Linked DNA regions of Triticum aestivum: region 1 is linked to region 2. A link is a contact called in public Hi-C data. All regions are on one chromosome and are shown on one strand. The core of a region is the stretch at or near the end of the contact, and the rest is flanking DNA. Distances in the headings are between cores, read along the strand shown. Region 1 has its middle 160 kb from the start of LOC123151492. Region 2 holds the start of LOC123151492.

Region 1 (2,700 bases), core at 172-2,671, 160 kb after region 2:
AAGATGTGAGATCAATGCATAGATAGACCAATGCCGAGACCAATAAAATTTAGCTAACACTGGACAGAGATGTCTCCTTGCAACAATCTCTACAAAAAATTCTTGTACTCATCTTAGCTCTTAGCTAACACTGGACACTGGAGTAGTTTCAATTTCTAAAAAATGGGGTGCAGTACAAGAACTAAGAAACCAATGCACACCATTTTTAAGCTGTTCTAGAGACAAGATGGCACTGCACCATTTTACAAGCCATTCCAGTGTCAAAATTCATGGAATATTTTCTTTGATTTTAGTAGTCCAACATCATTATTTTCCCCAAACTACTTTGCGTGGTGATCAATCAATCCATCAACCCTACAAGACACATGCACATCCTCTTTTTTATGGTACATAGATTTCCTTTGTGTGGTTTACCTTCTTGAAACAAAGGTAAACACACACCTCAGGAATCATGATGGCAGGCAAGGCACACACACCTCATATGACACTTGCTAGTAATGATACCAAGAAACAACAGGGGCACCCTCTAACACAGAAATACTGAGGTAGTGCTTTACCTTTTCGAGAAATCCATAAACTTTAGTTAATTCAGTTAATTTAAAAAGTTTAGTTTGCACTGCAAAATTCAGTTAGCACGTTCAAGTTCAAAATCAGAACGTCATGCAACATCACAAAGAACTCTTAACACTGCGGCAGATTCTTTTGAACTAAAAGTTAATAGAATTATTCACAATGTTGCATGTTGTACAAACAAAAGCAATTCAATAGGAAGGTGAGGTCCGCGTCTCCGCTTCTTCCTCCAGATCGGCTGGCATCCAGTCCTCCCCTCCTTCTCCGGCCGTAGACGGGCGATACGGGCACCACAGAGCACGGGGCGGACGCATCTGGGCCACCACGCGACACGGACGAGGCGCGTCTGGCTGCTGCCACTCCTCTTCCTCGGACTGGCAATGAGGAAGATGCAGCAGGTTCGTGTGCCGCCATGGAAGGGAAGAGGGAGGAGGATCCAGGTGCCTCCATGAGGGAAGGGGGAGGAGGATCCAGACCTTGGCAGGCGAGGACGGCGTCGACGGCATGATGGACTGCTCGGCCTCCTCGTCCATCTCTGACACACGCGCTGAGGGGGGAGAACGATAGCGCCCCTTTGCCCCTCACCGCCGTCCTCGGCCATGGGAGAGGAGGAGCGCCGCCGTTGTCGCCCCATCTGCCATCACCACAGCCACTGCGTTCCGCCGCTGAAGAGGCAAAGCCCCGGGTGGGAAGGAGGCGGGGCTTGAGGGAGAGGAGGTTGCGCGTGAAGATGGGGAGGAGGCGGCTGGTTCGACGAGGAGAGGAGGCGGCTAGGATGGAGTGGCGGCGGCAAGGAAAGGGGGAAGAGAGCGCTTGGGGCTTATCCAGCCGAACGCAGCGCTCGTGGCTTATCCCTTTCTTCCACTATTTATAGATGCAAAAAAGGAGACGTGACCATAGCCGTTAGTTGGGCGCATTCCCTCATCCTTTATATGTTCAATGTTGAATATAAGGATTATTAGCAAGTATAGGATAGAGTAGGACTTGGTCCTGCCTTGTCTTGTACTTTAAGTTGGTCTTTGTACTTCTATATATATATGCACATGAGACTCAAGCAATACAATGAATAATTCCACCAATCCTCTTTCTCCCTTCTAACATGGTATCTATCGCAAGTCGATCCTAAACCTTAGCCGCCGCCGCTTCCGCACCCGTACGCCATCCCTGGCGCGGTCGGCCTCCATGACCGTCGCCGGGGGCCGCGCCACCCGTACCTAGGGTTCGTCCGCCGGTCGTGTTGACCGGCTGACCTAGAGAGTCTTTTCCCCGAGCCTTGCTCCGGGATTTTCTCTCTCCCGCCGGTCATCTTGATCGTGCGGTTTCTTTTGGTTTTCTGATCTATTCTTGATTGGTTTGCATCGCCCACCGCCGTCGTCAACCCCGATTGCCTCTACTCCGACCCCGGCGCAACCAGCCAGCCTCTCTTCGACCCGGCGGCCACGCGCGACGAGGCAGCCCGCCAGGGCCAGTCGCCGTCCGCGCGTCGGTCCACCCGTCGCCCTGTGCCGGCCGTCACCACCCTGCTCTGACCGGGACACCTGCATCACCTTGATCCGGCGGCCTCGCGCCATGCGACAGTCAATCATAACCGTAGCTCGCATGCCGGCCCGCCCATTGATCCGCATCACCCGCCTCCGCCGCGTCTGCATGGCGGCCCAGCGGTCTACCTCACTGGTCTCGTCCTAGGCAGCGTCGAGACGGCTACGTCGGCTGCCTCAACTCGGGTGCCGCTGCTCCGTTGATCGCTCGGGCCTCGCTGCCCAGGTGCTGGCGTTGCTTTGGCAGTCCGGGTGCTGGTGCTGACAAGCTCGTCCGCACGACGTCCCACGTCGTCCGTCATCGCCGGCTTCATCTCGGACTCCGCCGCCACCACGCCTCCAGGGAGCGGCGTCCCTGACCTCGCGCGCGATCGGCTTGATCACCCGCTCGCCGCCACGATCAGCCTCATCTACGCCGCGCGACCGACCTGGCCTGTCGGTTACGCGCGCCTCCGCAGGTCCCGTGAAGATCGTCCCCGAGTTCAGCGCGCCTCTCCACCGATCGAGCATCGGGCTACCGTTGCGTCGCCCCGTCGGGCCGCAGCGCCGCCGCCCCGTGGTTCTCCTCGCGGCTGCATCGACTCGTGCGTCG
Region 2 (2,700 bases), core at 187-2,686:
GCTACTCTCTGCAGAAAGAAGTTAAATAAAAATATCAAGATGGAAACTTGGAATCAGAGCTGTCGCACAAAGTGTCAAGCAACACCTGGAGGCTTTTGTTACATAACATCATAGAAAAAAGTATACATTTTTGTGTGAGCAAACTATTCACACTCTGAATAATAGGTTTCATCCCGCCTCTTAGGCACTAGCATAGCTAAAACACCAGTAATTATACCAGTAGAAAAGAGCCCTAATAAATAATTATGAACAATAATAAATTAATAAAAAGAGTACACATTTATATATCTTAATGTGTTAAATAACACTTGTCAAGCACCGCTCATCGTTTAATAAATGAAGTGCGTCACAACCCATGGAAATTCAGGAAAACACTTTGCAGTGCAAATCTGTGATGGTAAGTGATCACGCAAGTGTTTGCGGTAGATAACAAGTCATCCATGTTCAAAGATATCATCCTTGTAATTTGTTTACCATGTAATCATCACAATTCACAAGATAATGTTTAGGATCAAATACCTGGGTTCTGAGAGAGCGGGTTGTCCACGATGAGGTTAGGTGATCTAGCCTCCTTCTTTGGAAGATGAGGGTCTACCAGAACACGGCGCCTCAAACTAACATACCTACAACAAACATGAATCAAATTTAACATGTCATTCTTAGGTAGAAAGAAATAGCAAGGAGCAAAATTCATTTGCCCCAATCACTTATAGATCAGTAACAGCACCAATCTCTCTCGCCGAAATTTCATCTCATGAAACAAACATGGCATGTGGCCATGTGCACGATAACACCGACAGAACCAGAAATCTAGCAATCGACGAGCTATATTCATACGACCACAACCAAATCAGATGCATTAGCAGCCGGTGATTGCATTAATTTGCTAACAAACACAACCATCTGGACGAAATCAACGCCTGACCGCGCAAGAATCAAATGAAAGCATAACAAGAACGAGCCAGGTAAGCAGGAAAAACAGAGCAGAGCAGATTCCTGCCGCAAAAGGACAAAACACCAGCAAACACCCGGGAACAAGGATGGCGGGCTCACCTCCGCCGCGAATCGGCGGCAGCGCGGCGGAGCTCCTCGACGGAGGCCTCCGGCGACGCCGGCAGGATGCCGAGATCGACCCGCCACCGGACGCTGCGTAGACTCGAGAACCGCCGCCGCCTCTCCTCCTCCGCCATGGCCGGGCCCCTTCAGTCGCAGGCGAATTGGACTCCCTCGAATTAACAACAACCCACAACGGAAGCCAAGAAACGTGGCCAAAACGCTATATATAGCTTTGTTTATCTGTAGCAAAGTGGAAACCAAGAAAAGGAGGATCTTTCCGGGGACGAGGATTAGGTTTTCGGAGGATTTTGGGGGATGGAGAGGTTAGGGGGAGGTGAATTCTCCTCTCCTCTTCTGTATCCGCGGGAATGGCGTTCTTGCTTGAGCTGGGGGAGGGGGCTGATTTGGCCGGGACGGTGGATGCTTGGAGGAGAGGGGAGGGGGGTGGGGTGGGTTAGGCCGGAGGAGAAGAAGGGAAGGTCTCCCTCTTATTATTTTCTCATTTATGGTGGTTTTTTAAATTTATTTATTTTAATAGGAGAGAGAATCTATAGAAGAGGTTGAGGATTTTGTTCTCTATTGGCAGTAGAGCAGTTGGTAAGAGAGAGGTGATGGATGATGATGATGACTAGGAGAGTGGTGATTGGCAAGGTGGCTAGGCTTATTGGCATTTTCTTGTTCTTTAATGTAGTTCTCATAAAATACATTTATATGTTTTTAAAGGAAATATCGGTGCTTGGATGTTTGTGGGTGTGTCTAACCGTGAAGGGGGCATGTATGGATGAGAGGAAGGAGCAAAGATGAAGTTGTCGCTACCGTTGGTTTTGTGGTCTATTTTGATGGAACGGTTAAATAATGAAAGATAACGCCTCCTGGATAGTGCAACTGATTGTAGCATTGCAAGCTATTCTTATCTCTTTACTCGTCGTTACGGTTCATCGACGCACCCTTGTTCGGCCGTTTAGGTTTACGGTTGAGCATGATTCGACATGTATCAAATGGTCCATCGGATGTTAATCATGGTGGAAAGTGGCGATTGCAGCCATTCACTGTCTGAGGGCAACCGTTAAAAAGTGATAGTGAGATGATAATCCTAAGTTTGTTACAGCAATGGTTGATCGAAGGGTTGATAACTTTGTGATACAGTGAAGCGCCACGTGTGGTAGCTGGGAGAGCGAGGCGGGTGCAACGACAAGAGTGTAAGGATGGTGCAATAGAAGACGTGCGAATGCAGAAAAGAGACATTTTGTTCATCGAGGATAGACATTCGTGGAAGCATGTTCTATACCATGTCAAGTGCATTAGTTGTGCCTCTGCAGTGCCACCGTGCACCATACGGGACAATATACACTTCATCGTCATCTTAAACTATTTCACAAATCTAGAAGGAACTTGGTAATTTCTCTCGATACAAAAACCATGTAATTTTAACATTGCGTGCGCAATAGGAAAGGAGTCGAGCATCATGTAGCTCTGTTTATCAATGTTCTAAAACACCTTCCTATGGAAATGACAAGAGAAGTTGCTACGGATCTTCTGGTAACATACTCATCTATATTGTTTTTTTTGTAGGAGTAATTTGCATGCTTGCTTGCATGAGTAGGGTATACAGATTGAAGGTATGACATGTCGCTGCTGCAGCTG

The links. A called contact is a pair of places that touch in the nucleus more often than the background predicts.
Region 1: a contact with region 2 is called in a Hi-C map of leaf, with 4 times the contacts expected there. The contact joins the enhancer-like site here to the promoter of LOC123151492 in region 2. A contact is called at or near these places in 3 of 5 Hi-C or Micro-C datasets (leaf and an unstated tissue) and 1 of 1 datasets of contacts at active chromatin or transcription factors (leaf).

Annotation. Positions count from the first base shown.
Region 1 is chr7A:243,772,575-243,775,274 of IWGSC CS RefSeq v2.1, forward strand. No RefSeq gene overlaps it. Among protein-coding and RNA genes, the nearest start is that of LOC123151492, 160 kb to the left of the region's middle. Within about 2 kb of position 1,422, at least 1 of the 8 cell types and tissues checked has an H3K27ac peak or open chromatin away from gene starts, as enhancers often do.
Region 2 is chr7A:243,610,386-243,613,085 of IWGSC CS RefSeq v2.1, forward strand. LOC123151492 reads right to left here and starts at 1,437. Exons shown (of 5, transcript XM_044571186.1): 1 at 1,054-1,437; 2 at 520-623; 3 at 1-8. The coding sequence starts at 1,190.